Regions from separate parts of the Mus musculus genome. Here region 1 is linked to region 2. The links are chromatin contacts, called in public HiChIP or PLAC-seq maps. All regions are on one chromosome and are shown on one strand. The core of a region is the stretch at or near the end of the contact, and the rest is flanking DNA. Distances in the headings are between cores, read along the strand shown. Region 1 holds the start of Nenf (neuron derived neurotrophic factor). Region 2 has its middle 18 kb from the start of Atf3.

Region 1 (5,453 bases), core at 1,207-3,706, 120 kb before region 2:
GCCTTTCAGACCTCTGTCCACTTCAGAAAACACTCCTTCACGTGTTTGCCCCAACAAAACTCCATCCAACACAACTGACTTTCCAAAGAACCCTTAAGTTTCTACTTCAACTAGGCCTGGCTTGAAATTCCGAAACCTCGAAACCTGCCCCCAGGAACTTCCAATAAAGCCATACATACTCCAGCAAGGCCGCATCTCCTAATAATCCCACCCCTAAGGGCCTATGGGAAACACTTTTATTCAAACCACAAATTGTATGCCCAGTTGTCTGTGCCATTTCTGCACTCAAAGTCTACCTAGGAACATCAGAGGAAGAGCTAGTGAAATCGATAACCTGGCACCCTGATACCCTATCAGGTTCTATCTCTGCTCTGCTCTGGGCCTGTTGTCTTAGTAAGGTCATTTAACCTTCCTGTGCCCAGTAGCCTTATGGGTAATATGAAACTATCGCTACCTGTTTGTGGTGGTTGACTTTGATTGTCAACTTGATTGAATGAAGAACCCAAGAGTGTTGGTCAGCACGCCTTTATGTGTGTCTGTGGGGCCTTTCCAGACAGGAGAATACCTGTCCCAGATGTGGATAGCACATTGCACAGGTGGGGGTCCAGGGATGAAGAGAAATGGTGAAAGAAAAAGTAAGTAACTCTGGTGGTTTCCTCTCTGCCTCCTGATTGCTGAGGTGTGGACACACGGCCTATCCCCATCCCAGGGTGTTTCCCACCCTGGGGGACGGAATCTCCAAAACTGTGAGTCAAAATAAACCTTTATTTCCTTAAATTACTTCTTGTAAATCATTGGTTGTGAATAATGTATTTGTTACTAATACTAATTAGTTATCAATTAGCATGTTCATTGCTAATTAGCAATTAGTTACTAATTAGTATATTGAGTGCTAATACACTGTTCACAGAGCCCAGGGAATAAAAATGAGCCATCAGAAAGTCTTTAGAGCAGAGTTTCCTTTGAATTCCATCAAGGGGAAGTGCTGCCTGAGATTGGCAGGCTCAAGGGAAGGGAGAGCAGGGGATCCGCTGTGAGCATCCATTCCCTGCCTTAGACCACAGCAGCCATCAAACTCCAGCTTCCCTCCCAAGATTCTAGCCTCTTATTTCATAGCTCCAGACATGTGAGCCACACCTCCTCCTCCCTGTGGCTGGTCTTCTCTGCCACAGGTCTCAGCCTCAGCCTCTGTCACCTGTGTGGCCAGCAGTCTGCTTTCCTGTTGGATACAGCTAAGAAATAAATACTAGGAAACATTATTGGAAAATAATTTCTACATTCTTTTTAAATTTTACTTATATGTATGGCTGTTTTGCTTGTATACCACATTTGTACCTGGTGCCTGCAGAGGCCAGAAAGGGTGTCAGGGCCCCTGGGACTGGAGTTACAAATGCTTGTGAACTGCCGTGTAAGTGTAGAATCCAGGACCTCTGGGAGAACAGGCAGCGCATTTCATGTGGTCAGGAGAAATTGCAGGAAGAATCTTTTGGCTTCCTGACACACAGGCCTGCAGAGCGAGAAGAGGCTGGAGCAGCCAGAGTGCTCAAGGCCAGAGATATTGTCAAGATGTGTTAGGCCTCAAGAAGGCTGTGATATTTCACCCTGGGAGTTAGAAGGGCCTCTTCAACCTTGAGATTCTGCGACTCGGTATAAAGCAGATAATGTGTTGTGAGTTTGGCACAGCCTTCAAAGCCATAATCATGTTCGTTGCAACACAATTCTATAAAAGAGCCAGGCTAGGAAGATCCCTGCAAGGTCAGCCTTGGGACATAGCCAGCCTGAAAAACAGAACGAAATCCTGGAAGGAAAGGAAGGGAGGGGAAGGACAGGGGATAGGAAAGGAAGGGAAGGGAAGGGAAGGGAAGGGAAGGGAAGGGAAGGGAAGGGAAGGGAAGGGAAGGGAAGGGGGGGGGGAAGGGAAGGGGATAGGAGAGGAAGGGAATGGAAGGGAAGGGAAAGGGATAGGAGAGGAAGGGAAGGGAAGGAAAGGAAAGGAAAGGAAAGGAAAGGAAAGGAAAAAAGAAAAGAAAGGAACGAGGGAAAGACAGATGGGGAAGAGGAAGGAAGAGAGTGAGGGAAGGAAGGAATGAAAGATGGGGGAAGGAGAGGGAGGAGAGGAAGGGAGTAAGGGAAAGGGATGGAGAGAAGAAAGAAGGAAGGGAGGGAGGGAGGAAGGGAGGAAGGAAGGAAGGAAGGAAGGAAGGACGGAAGGAAGGAAGGAAGGAAGGAAGGAAGGAAGGAAGGAAGGAAGGAAGGGGGGGCAAGTTACTCGGGCCTGGTGCCACTAGTGTATAATCCCAATTCTCTGGAGACTGAGGCAGAAGGATAGCCACCAGTTCAAGAACATTACAGGCTATGTAGTAGGACTTAGCGTCAGAGAGAAAGGAGGAGAGGACAAATTGATAAGGCTGGGTCCTGTCTTACAGGGCCCCTCCCTAGGAGCCGACTGTGCTCCGCCCCGCCCCGCCGTCCTCCCGCCTGCTCCTCGCTGTCTATGGCGCGCCCCGCGCCCTGGTGGCGGCTGCGGCTGCTGGCGGCGCTCGTCCTGGCGCTGGCTCTGGTCCCAGTGCCCTCAGCCTGGGCTGGGCAGACGCCGCGCCCCGCAGAGCGCGGGCCCCCGGTGCGGCTCTTCACCGAGGAGGAGCTGGCCCGCTACGGCGGCGAGGAGGTAGGCGGCGCGGCCTGGGCCGGCGGCTGTCCCGAGCTGACTGGTGGCGGGGACCCACGCGAGGCCGGGTGGAGGCAGGGCGTCGCCCTGACGCCCCACCCCGCGCTTCCTCCGCCCCGCCTTGTCGCTGTGGGTCTGAGTACAGACCTCAGACCCTTCTAGATTTTAGTGTGAGGGTGAGCTGGGGTCACACGGCCTACAGTTTGTGCAAAGTGACCGGCCTGAGAGTGCGCACTGAGCTAGGGGGGTCTGGGGCCGGCAGGATGATCCAAGCCTTTCCTTTCCTGCCCCGGTGTCCCGGGCCTACTGAAGCTCACCCTTCAGACCCCATTTAGTGTCTGGGCTGGTGGGGATGAACGCAAAGGAGGAAATAACACTACCCGATATGGGTAGCTGCTTTAGATGGGGAGGAAGCCTGAATCCAGTTAGGAAGAACCGGTCTCTTGGCATTGTAGTGATTCCAGGAATTAATCCCCTACCTTTACAGATAGGGAAACTGAGGCACGTGCTCAGTGGTACAGGAGGGAAGGACCCGTGTTGCTTCGCTGAATCTATGTGCCCTGAGCTCCCTAGCTTCGGTGTTAGCGAACCTTACATAGACCAAATATGCAAGGGTCTCTCCCAAAACAGATCTTTAGGGATGAAAGCTGAGGCCAGTGGTTCTCAGCCTGTGGGTCCTAAGACTGTCAGAAAACACAGATGCTTACATTAGGATTCATAACAGTAGCAAAATTACAATGATGAAGTAGCAATGGAAATCATTTTATGGTTGTGGGGGTCACCACCGCATGTGAAACTGTTTAGAGTTGCAGCGTTAGGAAGGTTGAGGACCGCTGCTTTTTTTTTTTTTCTGGCCGCGCTTGCTCCCGTCTATTTATTTATTATATACAAGTACAATGTAGCTGTCCTCAGACACTCCAGAAGAGGGCATCAGATCTCATTGCAGATGGTCGTGAGCCACCATGTGGTTGCTGGGATTTGAACTCATGACCTCTGGAAGAGCAGTCAGTGCTCTAAACTGCTGAGCTATCTCTGCAGCCCAAGAACTGCTGCTTTTGACCCACAGGTCCATAAGAACACAGGGATAGGAACATGGCGGGAATGTGAACGGGTGTTACCGGACAGCGGAGGGAACTCCCGGTATAGGCGCATGGGGAGAACAGTTAGCAAAGCTGGCCTGTTGTTCTGCCTAGCAAGGCAATCCACGCCTTACTGATGCGGGCGGGCGGGCTTCTCACTGCCTACACTGGGTGTGCAGTATGGTTTATGTGGAGCACTCTGCATCGGGGCACCCAGACTGGCTGGGGAAGAACCCAGGGTTTCTAGTGGGTAGAGGACCAGATCTTGGTCATTTGTTGTTGGCGAAAGAGATGGTGAGTGTTGTCATCATAAAAAGATAAAGTGGTATTAATATATGTTCTATGGGGGTGTGGTGAGGTGTGGGGGGAGGGGGTGCCTCAGTGGGCCCATGCTGATGCCGAGGCATCTCTTCATCTCTTCCCCCTGAGGGAAACACAACGGTATAGTGTAGAATAGAGTTTATTTAGGGCATGGAGAGGGAGTTAAGAGGGTAGGAGAGAGAGAGAGAGAGAGAGAGAGAGAGAGAGAGAGAGAGAGGAGGAGGAGGAGGAGGAGGAGAGAAGAGAAGAGAAGAGAAGAGAAGAGAAGATAAGAGAAGAGAAGAGAAAGAGAAGAGAAGAGAAGAGAAGAGAAGAGAAGGCCGGCCATGACCACATGGAGAGAGGGGGTTAGAGAATGAAGAGGGGGGAACAGGGGGACAAGGGTAAGAGAACCAGAGATCGAGGAGGGGGCAAGCAGCCCCTTTTATAGTGGGCCAGGTCTACCTGGCTGTTGCTAGGTAACTGTGGGGAGGAACATACTTGACTGCTGCCAGGAACAGTGAGGGTGGAATCCAGACAGAATACGAACATTCCCCCATTTTGGTTTAGTGTTGTGGCGCAAGCCTTTAATCCCAGCACTCAGGAGGCAGAGGCAGGCGGATTTCTGAGTTCGAGGCCAGCCTGGTCTACAAAGTGGGTTCCAGGACAGCCAGGGCTATACAGAGAAACCCTGTCTCAAAAAAAAAAAAAAAAAAAAAAAAAACAAAAAACCAACCAATCAACCAACCAAACAAACAAACTTAGAAAGAGGTGATGGTGAAGCAGAAATAGGGTGGATGTGATATCTGGCTGGTTCATGCTGACATTGGGGCGGCGTGTCTCTGGGGAACCTAGAGGGATGGGTATGGGGGATGTTTGTCTAGTCTTAAGAGAGCGGTCTGCTTCCTTGCTGTCCAGGGCCTGTGGAGCCATCTGAGGATAGGTCGGAAGGAACAGGTCCAGTAGAGTCTGTGTCTGTGAGGAGATTGGAGCATCTGAAGGTTGCTCCTCTGGAGTGGTCCTGGGTATAGTAAGCGCCTGGACTTGACAAGATGTTGAAACACATTATTATAGGTAGAGAAAAGATTAAGTATGTTTGGGAGAAAGAACAGTTTTTTAAGATGTCCAATTGAAACCCAGAGGAATCCCACCCGCTGGAACAGCCGATGTACGGATCTGGACGGAGCCTATGTGATCCATGAAAGGTAGATCTGAGTGGGTTTCCTGTAGCTTACAAGTTTATAAAAGAGATAGCAACATGAGTTAACCACACGAGCAGTCTTTAAGACGAGCCTTTTGTGGAGCAGAAGGAGCATGATTCAAAAGTTGGATCATATACTGGAATGTTTTATTAGAGTTAAGCAAATTTATAGGAGCTCAGATAATATCAGGACAGTGGCATAGCA
Region 2 (4,855 bases), core at 1,116-3,615:
CCAGCCACACACGCACACACACACACACCAGGCATTTCTAGGAGTCTGAAGTCCATCATTATGCTAATGTGGTAACCACTTAGGCACTGCCATCTCCCCAGTTCCACAGTGGTTTGTAAGTACAGTACAACTTCCAGAGTGAATGAGAGGCTCTTGTGAACAGTATCATCTTAAGCCAGTGAGATAGCTCTCTTGCAAATCCTGCAAGGGACATACTTACCCTAAAAATCCTTTGTTGTTTTTCTGAAATTCACCCTCACCAGGACACTTAATACACTGTCAGGCAGTTCTTACAATCTTGCTATACAGAACAAACAATAAATAAGATTTTAAAAAATCTTGGTTTGTAGCCCTGGCTGGCCTGGACTTCATGGCAATCCTCCTCCTTAAGCTAAGATGTCGAGTGTGCATACTAACCCTGCCTGTTCTGTGGCAGCTTACATGTTGCCTCATCTTTTAGAAGAAATTTGCCTAGTCTGTGACCAAGACTCTGTAAGTTTCTCATGACTTATTTTTAAATTTTTTAAAAAATTGTTCATCTAGTGCACATGTGTGTCTCCATGAGTGCAGGTGCCCAGGGAGGCCTGGAGAGGAGTCCGGTTCCTTAGAGCTGGGGTTGCAGGAGGCTGTAGACTTCCATGTGCTGGGAACTGGGACCTCTGGAAGAACAGAAAGTGGTTACCTTCTGAGCATCTCCCCAGGCCTCTCCATGGCCTCAGGACAGCTTAGTGGGAGGGCATTTGCCTACAATACACAAGGCCCTGGTCTCATTCCCAGCAGAGGGAGAAAGGAGGAGGGGGGAGGAGAGACGGGGAGGAGAGAGGAGATCCACAGTACACCTACACTCCAGGAGGAGGTTTCTCATTCTCCTGCAGAACCTGATTTAGACATAGCCATTAACTCTGACTCTAGAGAAAAAAACTCAGGGTCTTGAGAGTCATCTTCTGTCACATGACAAGACATCCATGAGATGCACAAAACTGAAGTTCTAAAAGACTTAGGGGTGGGAGAAGCTCATCCCGGAGTGGAGGACTCTGGAAACACGCCCACACCATTAAAACAAAAGTTCAACGCAGTCAAACCTCCCATTAGCTCTCTCTGAACACCGGTTGAGCAGTAATTTTTAACACCAGACTATGACTTCAGGCAGGTACTAGGTATTGCTATGAAAACCGAGCCTAAGAAGCGAATGAATGAATAAATGAATAAATGAATGAATGAATGAATGAATGAATATGGGACGTGGCTCAGTGGGTGGAGTGCTTACAGGACAAACACGAGAACCTGAGTTTGGATCCCAAAGAACCACATAACAACCTGGTTGTGGTGGCCTTTGCCTGTAATTCCAGTGCTGGGACAGTAGGGGGCAGACAGCAGGGACGGGCCATACATGCACACAGCATATACACACAAGCAAAGTTTTAAAAGTGCAATAAAGATATGAATGACTATATCAGGGTGAGTTTGTCATTCTGGATGACTCACCTGCCTAGAACCACCTTAGAGTACATGCTAAGCCAGACATAAACTGAGGCACAGGGAAATAAGCGTCAAGCATGTACCAAGTTCCTCATGAGTTTACGGCAAGACAAAAGCTAGGCAATTTGGGTGGTGAGTCTTCAAAAGTGGTTGTTTGTTCCTGACAGTGGTGAGAGGTTTGTTGAGGAAGACCCAATTCCCAATTTTGCTGCCGTCTTCTCGGCTCCCTTAGAAAAACATAATAATGTCGTTTTGTGATGACCCTGGGGCTAGACCACGGGGCAGGAGCCTTCTGGGTAGAGCAGAACATATTGGGGCTTTTTCTGTCTGTGACAAATGAGTGCTTTCACTGATACTGGCACACACTTTGCCTTTTTTTTCTCTCTTAAGGTAGAATAAGTGAATTAGGAGAAAGAATATTACGTCTCAGACAGAGGGAAGACCCTGGGTATGGGGGCACATGGTTGTGGTCCCCCACACCAGAAGAGAAGGCAGGTTGATGACTCAAGGCCATCCACAACTACACAGTGACTTTGTCCTAGGCTGTATGAGACCTGTCTCTGCAAGAAAAAAAAATACAAAAAGAACTGAGATTTTGAAGGTAGAAAGCAATGGAAGTTAAAACCTGAGGAGAGTGATGTATTATACGGCGATACTGTAAGTCAAAGCACACGTAGTTGGTGTTCAGTAGTGTTTGTGGATAAACACAAAATAAATAAGGGATATTTGTATCCATAAGCGTTGTCTGAGTTAAGCGCACTTTGGACAGCTTGACATGAACTCAAACCTCAGAGTGTTTTGCTTCCAAACAACAGGCACACAGTTGCAGACAGACTTTTGCAGAAGTTGAGGTTGCTTCCATGATGCAATCCACGAGGCCTCTTGTGACCAAGCCACGTGCTTAGAAGCTCGCAGATGATGTTCAGACACACTGCTGACATACAAGTAGGTTACCACAGCAGAGGCCAGGCAACAGTAAATAGGATCCAGCCTTTCCCTTCTAAAGTCCCCCACACCTTCAACTAAAGACTGAGTGGCATGGTCAGAGTTTTACTGCTGTTCTACAGACACCATGACCAAGGCAACTCTGATAAGGACATTCAATTGGGGCTGGTTTACAGGCTCAGAGTTTCAGTCCATGATCATCAAGGCGGGAACATGGCAGCATCCAGGCAGGTATGGTACAGGAACTGCTGAGAGTTCTACATCTTCATCTGAAGGCTGCTAGCAGAATACTGACTTCCAGGTAGCTAGGATGAGTCTTGAAGGCCACGCTTTAAGTGACACACCTACTCCAACAAGGCCACACCAACTCCAGCAGGGCCACACCTTCTAATAGTGCCATTCCCTGGGCCGAGCATATACAAACCATTATACTGAGCCCAGGCTACTTCTCCATTGCCGTGAATAAACACCTGAGGGAAGCACCTAGGGTGTGTGTGTGTGTGGGGGGGGGCTGGTATTGTGGCTCACAGTTTGAAGGATCTAATCCCTTATGGGAGGCCCCTGCTGCAGAAGCGTGAGGTGGCCGGTCACACTGCGTCCTCTGTCAGGAAGCAGAGGGATGAGTGCTCATGCTCAGCTCTCTTCCTTTTATGTTTAGTCTAGAACCTAGCATATGGGATGGTGCCGCCCACAGGTGCCGCCCACAGTTAAGGTGAACCTGCCCACTTCAGTTTATTTAACTAGAGACTTCTCTCGGATGAGCCAGGTTTGCTAGGATAGTGATTCTAAGTCCAGTCGAGATTAATCTTGTACCAGGCTTGGCGATGCACACATGTCATCCCCGACCTAAGGAGGCAGTGACAGGAGGGTCGTCTTGAGTTCAAAACCAGCCGTTCCAGGCAAGCCAGGGCTGCATAGTGGGACCCTGTCTCAAAAACAACAACAAAAGTAACACTAAGCAGGTTTTTTACATAAAAGGTTTTAAATTATAGTCTGAGCTGGGTATGGTGACACACACTTATAGTTCCGGTACCGAAGAGGCTGAGGCAGGAGGCTCCCTGTGAGTTTGAGGACATGCTCAGCTACATAGTAAGCTTGAGACCAGCCTGACCGCAGAATGAGAGTCTGACTCAAAGCAAAGTAAACACAATAGAAAATAGCACATGAATGCAGAAAGTATGGATGGGCAGATGGCAGCAAACCAGAAGTGCCAGCAGAGCTGTACAAAGTGGAAGATGCGCATTCAAAGCTATGCTATCAATTCAGCAAAGTGCACAGGTTATTTCAGGGGGCAGAAGAGATGGCTCAGCAGTAGGAACACTTGCTGTTCTTTGAGAGAAGTGAGTTCAGACCCCAGCACCCATGCCTAGAGCCTCTTAGCCACCTGTAACCTCAGCTCCAGTGAACCCTCAGCTCCAGCTCATTGTCCCTGTGGACACTGGCAGGCACAGGCACAGGCTTACGTGGAGGGAAGAGCCTATGGGTGACTTTAATAACAGCAACAACAACAACAATGATCTTTAATTTGGCAAAACAGAGTCAAGGAAGGTGCCTTTGCTGACCCAATGAGACTCAGATGTGGGATGAAAAAGAGGTGATGACACCAGTGTTCAGTCTGAATCAATAAAGGTGCCTGCCTCAGTGGCTTCCTTTGTAAGCTGTAGTCAGGTGAGCCCTTCCACATGGAGAAGCTTGCTTCTAGGAAGACCATGAAGTCTTGACAATGGGAAAATCCCAGAAGACAGTGGTCTGAACAGGACTGGAGATGTAGCTCGGTTGGTCAGGGGCTTGTCTGGTGTGACAAAACCCTGCCTCCCATTTCCACAGTCACCTACAACTGGGTGTGGTGGAGGCAGGAAAAGGGTAAGCAATTCAAGATCAACTCCAGAAACTTCGGAAATTCAAGGATAGCCTGGGCTACCTTTAAAAAAAAAGTAGAAGAGAAGGAAGGAAGAAAGGGAGAGAGGGAGGGAGGAAGGAAAAAGCAAGCCAGCATCCTGGCAGCCTGACTATAAACCTCAGAGTAGGAGTCTATTTCTCTGAAACTTCCTGTTCTGAGCACCATAGCCATGCAACCTTCATCCTTCACGGGTCAGAGCTCTTGGAGCTCTTCCTCACTCGTCCATCCTTGAGTTAGCATCTGAAAAACTTCAAGATAAGCCTTACGAAGAACAGCACACAGTCTGACCCTTTCTGCAGCTACTTTTTTAGCCCAGGGTTCGTTACTAGAAAATTCCTGAAGAAGAGGTTGGCAGGAGAAGTGAGCAAGTAGGGGTGCCTGCCTCAAGCCTGAGAGCCTGAGTCAGATCCAAGGGACCCACATAGTAGAAAAGAACCAGCTCCCTTAGCTTGTTCTCTGACCTCCATAAACACACACACACACACGCACATACACACACACACACACACACGCATGCACTCACATACACAT

The links. HiChIP or PLAC-seq counts read pairs in DNA pulled down with a chosen protein or histone mark.
Region 1: an H3K4me3 HiChIP or PLAC-seq map of bone marrow-derived macrophages shows a contact between it and region 2, with 2.9 times the contacts expected there. The contact joins the promoter of Nenf here to the enhancer-like site in region 2. A contact is called at or near these places in 3 of 39 promoter capture datasets (liver, macrophages and pre-B cells), 1 of 484 Hi-C or Micro-C datasets (nephron progenitors), 3 of 115 datasets of contacts at active chromatin or transcription factors (the HPC-7 cell line, bone marrow-derived macrophages and pancreatic cancer cells) and 2 of 9 other capture datasets (adipose tissue and pancreatic islet).

Annotation. Positions count from the first base shown.
Region 1 is chr1:191,315,134-191,320,586 of GRCm38.p6, reverse strand. Nenf (neuron derived neurotrophic factor) reads left to right here and starts at 2,456. Exons shown (of 4, transcript NM_025424.3): 1 at 2,456-2,668. The coding sequence starts at 2,495.
Region 2 is chr1:191,198,906-191,203,760 of GRCm38.p6, reverse strand. No RefSeq gene overlaps it. Among named protein-coding and RNA genes, the nearest start is that of Atf3, 18 kb to the right of the region's middle. Within about 2 kb of position 2,365, at least 61 of the 459 cell types and tissues checked have an H3K27ac peak or open chromatin away from gene starts, as enhancers often do. A contact at or near this core is called in the HPC-7 cell line, adipose tissue and bone marrow-derived macrophages, where this site is marked.